2 separate regions of the Gossypium hirsutum genome follow, and region 1 is linked to region 2. A link is a contact called in public Hi-C data. All regions are on one chromosome and are shown on one strand. The core of a region is the stretch at or near the end of the contact, and the rest is flanking DNA. Distances in the headings are between cores, read along the strand shown. Region 1 holds the start of LOC121229800. Region 2 holds the start of LOC107925521 (probable aspartyl protease At4g16563).

Region 1 (4,833 bases), core at 1,180-3,679, 140 kb after region 2:
CATTCATTAATGTATCCAATTAACATTTCATTCAATGGGATTTAACGATTAATATAAGTGACATTTATTTTTTTAACTCAAATGACTTTTTTTTAAATTAAATAAATAATAAAAAATATGAAATAATCTTCCTTCCATATATAGAAATTGGCTTCAAGTTCGTATTATTGAACCCCCCCCCCCCAAATTATGGAATTCATCAATCTCAAGCGGCTAATTTCAGCATGAATTCATTATAAAGAGAAAATAATTTTGGATAAAAGTACTGTGGAGGTCTTTGTACTAAAATTCAGATTATATTTTTTTATTTACTTAAAAAATAAATAAATTAATCACTGTATGTTAGATTAAATAGCAAATTAGTCATTTTTGTTAAAAATTCTATCTATTTCTACTATTAAAAACCGGTGTAGTTGACAAAATAACCAGATAGTTACATGTGATGTGCTATGTATACTTGATGTTGATATACAAAGACCAACTTTTAACGGTAGAAGTGGATGAAATTTTAATAGAATGACCAATAGACTACTTTTTCTTTTTTATAATAAAAAAATAAATTATAATTTAACTCTTAATATAATAACCTCCATAATACTTCTACTTTTAAAAAATTCTCATTCTCTAAACAATTTATTGGGCAGAATGTTGTTACACTCCATTGAAGCTTATTAATTAAAAAATAACCCCCCCCCGGGGGAAAGTTATCATGGTTAATTACGTATGTAATTCTCCAATTTTCTAACTCCTATTTCCGTGAGGAACATCCTATAGGAATTTGAGTAAGTATTGGATGCACACTTAAAAAAATCTAAATCTAATTAGTGAATGATTTTTCAAACATGTATTTAATTTTTTTAAAAGAAAATTTTATGTATATATGTCAGAATTTATCTAAGTGAAATTTAAAAAAAAAAAAAACCTCGTTCTTGACTTAATGGTTTGTATGTTTATACTAAATATCCACATCATCGATTCGAATCATAAGGATAGTATTATTGTGGTGTGCATGAATCAACCATGATTTATTCATGTTAAAGATGTGTAAATCAATCGCAAATATAAATTTTATTTTAGAAGTTTTATATGATTTATATTTAATTATTTGTTGTATTTATATGTTATTATGTGGATCATGAGTTTACTTTAAATTAAAGATGTATAATTAATAAATGTTAGGTACAATAATTTATATATTAAACTTTTAAAAAGGAAAATGTAGATTCAAATATTACAAATTTTGATGTAGTAAAGGTTGAATAGTTAATTTGAACTATACATTAGGAGTGCATTTGAAATGCCTAAATATAATTTTCATTTAAGAATAATTGGTAGATAAAATCCACATGCATCATGGTCAACTTTTGCTTTCTTCAACTAAAAGGGGAAAAAGAAAATTTAAGTGCAGCAACAAAATAAAAAATAAAAAATCCAACAAATATTTTTAAGTTATATCATTGATTTGGTGAGATTATGACAATATTATGATTTTATCCAACATTTTTCTAATCAAGCTTTAACTTGCAAGGCTTATAAATTTTAAAAAAAACCAATTTAAAGATTTAATTTATCTATATAATTATAAATTTATATTATAATTTTAGTTATGTTGGTTTATATAATATTTTTTAAGTAAAATATTCAAAATTCTAATTTTAACAATTCCAATTCCTTTCTATAATCTTTTTTTTTTGAAACAAATATTCACTGGAATATTATTCAAAGCAGGCCTAACAACCACACCAAAAGCAAATAGAACAAAAGTCAAAAAACCAAATACAAAGGAAACCCAAAAAGAAACCGAAGCCCAAACAGAAAAACAGTAGAAAAACCAAAAATAAAACACTATGACCCGAAAAATAAAACAATCCAGCAAAACGACAATGGGAGCTCTAGAGTCTTCGGCACTCCAGCTGTAATCCATTAAAAGAAAACCCCTCTTGAAAGCAACAAAAAAATGCATGGGGAGGGCCAACAAATCAGAAGCTTTAAACGTCCATCAATCTACACCATCCGAAAAATCTTCCCATTTCCCCAAAGCACTTTGGAGATAACACCCTGTTGAATTTGAAACTCACAGCAAAACAATTTCTTCAGAAAACACTCCCACCTAACTCTTCATTTCCCCTCCTTCTTGACTCTCTCGCCTCCTCCGTCCACCGCTTATCTTCAGCCACCATCTCCGCAACACCAGAAGGGACTAGATTCAACAGATAAGTAGAATCTCCTTTCTTAATTCCTTCAGATGCTAGAAAATGGGCTACCTTGTTAGCCTCCCTGTTAGTAAAGAGAAATACACATAAACTGAAACTTAAACTCAGCTTCAAAGCCTCATTGATATAAACTGAGATCTCAGAACTATCATTCATCTTTTTTTGCAGCTTCCGGATTACCGACTGAGAGTCTCCCTCAACCTCCACCTCTCTCAAACCAAGTTGTACCCCAAGATTCAGAGCCTGAACACACGCAACCGCTTCTGCTGCAAATACAGAGGGTATGTTTGTGTTCATTACAGTTTTTGAACATATGATCCTAGCTTCCTTATTACGCACCACTAATCTTGAGCATGATTCTTTTTTTTATGGTTGTTGAAAGCTGCGCCAAAGTTTATTTTCAGCCTCGATCCCATCGGTACAACCCATCTGTCCACATACACCCTTCTTTCAGGTACACAACAATGCAAACCATCAAGTTCCTTTAAATAGTTGTTCACAAAAATAACAATTTGAGCACTTGATTTAATCTCCCCCTCATGAATAAATCTATTTCGAAAAGTCCAAATCGCCCATAAAACACATGCTATCATTCTACAGTTAGCCATAGATCTGGACTCAAAACTACTTTTTATCCAGTCTCTGAAATTTAAGGTTTTATAGGAAATAGGCCAAAAAATACTTCACTGCTCCCATGTTTCCTTTGTAGAAGGGCATTCACGAAACAGATGCTCCTTTGTCTCCGCTCCAGATTAACACCACCGACACGTAGGAGAATCCAACATTCTTCGATAGTGTAGATTACTGAAAGTAGGTACATAGTTACACAAAAGTCTCCAAACTGTAATTTTAATTTTAGGGGTAGGTCCAGTTTCCATAGTTTCTTGTAAAGTTGTATGTAATCTGCTTGTATTTGGTTTCGTCCTTCATGTAAAACGATTTTGTGACCAATACGAACCGAGTACTCCCCAGACAACCCACGCCTCCAGATGAGAGAATTTTCTTGCTCAAACAAAGGAAGAGGAATGCAAAGAATTCTTTTTGCAACCGGCATAGAGAAGGTACTATGAATCAACTCAAAATTCAATTATCTAGAATTAGCATGAATCAGATTTGCCACTTTATTAATTCTAGGATTACTATTCATGTTTTGGACTCTGACCTCTTCATTTTTAGGGATCCAAACATCTTCCCAGATAGAAACTTTCCGACCATCCCCGATCTTCCATGCCATTCCCTTCAAAACTAGCCCCCTTGTGGCCCATAGACGTTTCCAGGTAAAAGAAGGTAAATTTCCCAATCTAGCGTTTAAGAAATCGGAATCCTTAAAAGTATTTGGCTTTTAAAGTATGCGCTAGTAAGGAATTAAGGTATCGTCGCCATTCCTGTTGGCCAATAAAGCTATATTAAAAGAACTCAAATGATGAAAACCCATGCCTCCTTCCTCCAACGTACATAAAGACCTCCAATCACACCAATGCGTCCTTCTCTTGCCATGATTATTCCTCCACCAAAATGAACCCATTATATTTTCCAACTCTAAACAAAGAGTTTTTGGTAAAAGAAAACAAGACCGTATAAGTGGGCAGAGCTTGTAAAATAGCTTCAATAAAAACCTCTTTTGTAACATTTTGAAATAGGTCCTAAATAGTATAGTGGTTGTGATTTGATATAGAAAAGTTTATTTCGATTAATTTTTATGATTTATCAAGTGATTAGATGCATGTGTGTATTAATAAGAAATTTTATAGATTGCATGTTTAATTTGCCTATTAGGGCTTATTTGTAGTTGTTGTAACAGTCTGATTTAGGGCCTAAATGGAATGATGGTTTTAGAACTACGAATTCGAAGTTGAAAAATTTATTCCAATTAAGTTTTAAGGTTTATTTATTGATTAAAATATTGTGTAAAAATATCGTTAAGTAATTTTACTAATAAAGTGCTTAATTGGACTTTTAGGACTAAATTGTAAAAGTTGTAAAATATGTGTTCTAATTTATAAGTAATTGATTGAAATTGGGGTTTAAAGAGGAGGTCTTTAAATGGTAATTTTAGCATTATATTTTGTTTGGACAAAAATGAGCATGAATAGGATAAAATTTTAAAGAAGGGCCTTAAGGACATTTTAGTCATTTGGTAATTAAAAGAAATAAAAAGGAAAAATAAAGCTAAAATTGACTCATCTTTTTCATGGAGATCGAAATTAGCATGGGGGAAGACATGGATAGGGTTTTCAAGCTTTCCAAGCTCAACAGTAAGTCCATTCTAGCTCTGTTTTTCAAGTTCTTTACGATTTCGAAAACTCGGTAACTTGATTAAGCTTATTTTAAGCTAGGGTTTATATTTGGAAAAATACTTGTAGGTGGAATGTGTTTATTTTGATTTTTATGGTAGAATTTCAAGGATAAAGTTATGTTAAACAACTTTTGTTAAGCGGTTTTAAGCAAAAATGAGTAAAATGGCTTAATCGGTAAAAATTATTATTGTTCATAACTATGTGTTAGAGTGAGAATTTGATGTTGTCATAAAAGGGAAAAGTAATCAGCATGTCATAAAACATAAGAATAAGGGATGAATTATAATTCCCGAGTCTAGGGGTAAAAGTGTAAATATGTAAAA
Region 2 (4,432 bases), core at 865-3,364:
CACATTTAATATTCTATAATATTACTTTTTAAAAAGATCGTTTAAATTTTTCTCTAGCTAAATTGTGTCTAATTAGCTTATAACACCACTTTAGTCAAGGAATAATAATAATATAAATACTAATAAGTGTTGATGTAATAAGACAATATTTTAGATTTAAATTTTAAAAATAACCTTGTTAGAAGTACAATCATAAATAGTTTTTATTTTATTTTTCGTGAATTACAATATTAGGGTAAAACCCGAATAATAAATTTGACTAATGCAATTCAAACCCAAATCACATATGAGACCGTAAACACCTTTGACCATCATGCCATTACATTCTCAAACTTTTCATTATTATAAATCATTATAAATCATTATTATATCAGTTTCATTATTTAATTTTAGATAGAAATAGTGTGAAAAGTTAATTAAACATTAATTTAATAAAAAATAATTATTATTTATATAAAATAAATTATATTATTATTTAAAAACATTTTTAATATAAAATCAATAAAATCACACATTTAAACTTCTCTTAAACAAACTTTTATTTAATAATAAAATATACTGTTTAACATAATTTAATACAAATATACTTTAAGAAAACTTGCATTTCATATACAGTTTCGTTTAGCAAACCCAAACCTATTGTTTGCCAAATCAAATTCAATATAATAATTTTGCTGCTGAAAGTTTCCTAATATTATCGCCGGACCGCCACGGGCACCTTCACTGACGCCTTTATCAGTAACAATCATCAAACAAACGACATTATCATCACCGACGATTGAGAAATAATTAGCCAAAGGCAACCCCATTTTGGCTCCTCCATTGAAATAAAAACTCATTTCAGGGACGTCCATTAATCTATGGCCTGAAACATTGAAACATGGAGCTAACCCAGAAATGTTTTCAACTTCACGAGCTCTGCTATAGTTTCCCATTTGTTTCTCAAACTCCTTCGATACCAACTCAAAAACAGGTCTCTCCATGAAAGTGAATGTTGACCCTGAATCGATGATGGTGCCTCCGTTACCGTCCGGTCCTGGGACAAATGTACTGCTCGGAACTTTGACCTGCTTGTTGCCGACAAGGATTTTACCTATGGTTACGTAGTAGAACTCATGGAAAGCTGGGTTGGGGTTCTTGTAAAACGGTGTGTAGCCAAGACCTGGGATCTTGGTATCATTTGAACCCGACCCGGTTTCTAACAACATGTTGCTGCTGACTTTGGTGTCATCGAACCGGCGGGAAACGAGGCAGTAAGAGAATTTGTTGAGGTGTAATTGGGATGGTAAAGATTCAGGGCTCCGACCAAACCCGACTATTCCAGCGGGTTGCCGGTTGGAAACAATGGAGCACCCGACAAGGAAATCTTGGAAAGTTTTGTGAGGAGGAAAGACAAGGTTTTCTAGTAATAAAAGTCCACCGGTGGAACCTAAGCCGTATTGAATTAAGTAAGGAGGGCAAGTTTGATTACAGTTTTTCGACGTAGGATCATCACAGTCTTGGCAACGAGACTCAACATTGGGACCAAACAGCCAATTGCACTTCGGGTTTCGACAACCTACGAGCTTACCGGAAGACGAAAGGTTTGGTGAAAAAGTAAGGATTTTTGATGGATCGACATTAGGGAAAGCACATTGGGAACAAAGGTAACGAGAGGTGCAAGGGAACCAAGAGAGACTGCTACCAGTGTCCATGATGAAAGAAAGGGTTTGCGGCGGAGTTCCGAAGCTGAGAGAGACAGTATAGCCGCCATAACCGTGAGAAAAAAGCGGAGTCTTGAGAAAAGAAGATGTAATGTTGGTTTTGGGGTTGTGGTGTTTGAGGTGATGGGCTCTGGCGACTGAAGAAGTGGCCAAGTTGTTGAGAATTTGGTAAGGGTCGGAGGAGGAAGAGTGGTGGTGGTGTGAAGGAGACAGGGAGACTTTGATGGTGTCGGCAGTCGCGGTGAATAGTAATGTGGCGGAGATGATAAGAAACGAGACGAAGGAGAAGAAAGGAAGAGAAGAATCCATTTTCTTTGCTTTTGATCGTGTTTGTTTACAGATAAAAGAAGACAATAGCAATGGTGGACACCTGGAAAGGAATCTTGTTCAATTTAGGGTTAAGTATAAATGCTAAATCCATCTGTTAACAAATGTAGTAATCTAATAAAAAAAATTTCTATTTTACATTGATATCAACGGTTCAAATAAATCATGTAAATTAAAAATTAATAAAATAAATTTATTTCAGCTTTTTTTTTCATACGAATTTTACATTAACCTATATTAACATAGGAACGGTAGATTAAAGTTGTTCGTGGATCAAACAGAACCATAACTTAATTCTAAAAAAAATTCAAGTTTAATCCTGTTTTCGAGCAAATCTAACCTATTTAGGGTTGATTTATTTTACTATTTGAATTATTTTACCATTATCATCAAAGTTTACTCAAGCTCCACAAGTTATCTTAAAAGCTATAATTGATCAAAGTTGTAAGGTGCATAACTAAATATTTTCAGTTATAATACATATATAATGCATAATTGATTTATATTGCACAAATTAATTTTAATAATATTGTACCATTGCCTAAATTATGATCCCAACTTCTTTGATTTATAAAATGTTATTTAAAATATTATTTGCATGAAAAATATGTACAATGTGTCAAAATATACATACAGGTGAAAATTATATATAATACAAAAAAACATGGACATGAGTTACATCACAAAGTTATATTAAATATGGGATGAGTTGAGACATAGCATATACAAATAAAAATAATTAAAACTAATATGAGCATGGCACCAAATTCAAAAAATAACTTGAATACAACAAAAATACATCAATGTACATACATAATTAATTAATAAAATTTTAAATTTTATACATTTTAATTTATACGAAATCTTATTAAATATTCTTTTGATACGGATTTAAAAATTTTAGTATAATTTTATTTCGTGTCCAGTATTTGTAGCTTCACATAAATTGCTGAGGGAGAAGCCCATATTTTGAACTACTGGGAAACGATGTCTCTTTATAGTGCTGAAGAAAAGCCCAAAATCTTGGGTTCCAAGCCTTCAAGTTTGGGATTATTGCCTCAGCTTGTGTTTTTGTTTGCTGGATTTAAATTTCCACCTCTATTTTCAAGTGGAAGTGGTAGGTAGAGACATTGGCTCATTTAATTTATTTAAATATATTAATGATTATTTAATGAGAGTAATAATTTTTTCACCACTGTTTTAATATAACAGTTAGCAATATACTTTCATTTGATTGTTTTTAATTATTCATACAACTTGTTTTAACTAAAATAAAATATATATATTTTACTTATTTTGAAGAAGTTTTATTTTTCACTAAAGGTGTTCATGAGTCAAATTGAGTCTTAATATGATATTAACATACTTTATATTTGTTTAAGCCCAACTCGAAATTTGAGCCTAAAATATTTTTAAACTGCCTATATTTACAAAAGGCTAAACTAAGCTCATTTTAAGTTCGTACATATTATTTTAAATTTTCTTCAAAATATTTATTTTATTTTAATTTAATATTTAATAATTTTATACATTTTCAATTTATTGAAATTTTTTATAGTCATCTTAACATTATTTTAATGTTTACATTAGAGTAGTCTTATATATTTATTGTAGGTTTATTTTTTTTAATGTGTTCTAAATTACATAATATAAAATATCATAAACTTAAAACGGGCCGACCTAGGCTTGGGCCTTGAATGTTGAAGCTCGAGTCTAACCCATATTTTAAACATGCCTAATTTTTTTTACCCAAACCTATTTTTCGGGTCTAATATTTTTGCTCAAACACTCTCAAATTTCGGGCGAGCCTTTGGGCCTGAGCGGATAACTTGACCCATGAACAGGTCTAGTTGATGCACAAAATTATCCAATAAATAAGATTTGGATCTTGAATATGAATAGCCAAATTTGTTATCTTAATAAATAATGTGGATTTAGATAATAAATATCCGCAATATCTATTTGCATCTCCGTTGAATTAGTAATGAATAAATATTATTTGATTTTACAATATTTGAATTTGCAAGAAACAAATCGAATATTGCATGTATCAAATGTGCATAAAAACTACTCTCCTCTTTCAAGTTACTTAGGTAGACATGCCGAGTTTGAGTTCATTTTCGGGCCAAACCATTTTCAAGTTTATGTTGAGTACATTAAATTAAGTAGAGGAAATTGATATAAATTAATTAAATAAAAAAGTGGATAATTTGAACATTTTAAACTAGAAATAGCTTAAATAATCTAAAATTAACAAGTAAGATAATCACCCAGTAGACCTCAATTTCTTTGATTCGAGAATGAATTTGTCAACTGAAGTTTGCAGGTCAGGAAGATTTGGAATATCAAAGAGGTGCAAAATCAAATCCTGAAAAAAATTTCCAGAATCGTGTTTTACAATA

Evidence for each region. Hi-C and Micro-C count contacts between places; a contact is called where the count stands out from the background.
Region 1: a contact with region 2 is called in a Hi-C map of leaf, with 2.6 times the contacts expected there. The contact joins the promoter of LOC121229800 here to the promoter of LOC107925521 in region 2. A contact is called at or near these places in 3 of 34 Hi-C or Micro-C datasets (all in leaf).

What each region holds. Positions count from the first base shown.
Region 1 is chrA01:115,880,395-115,885,227 of Gossypium_hirsutum_v2.1, forward strand. LOC121229800 reads left to right here and starts at 2,430. Exons shown (of 4, transcript XM_041114671.1): 1 at 2,430-2,667; 2 at 3,186-3,274; 3 at 3,390-3,500. The coding sequence starts at 2,567.
Region 2 is chrA01:115,743,756-115,748,187 of Gossypium_hirsutum_v2.1, forward strand. LOC107925521 (probable aspartyl protease At4g16563) reads right to left here and starts at 2,115. Exons shown (of 1, transcript XM_016856244.2): 1 at 522-2,115. The coding sequence starts at 2,012. The coding sequence ends at 606.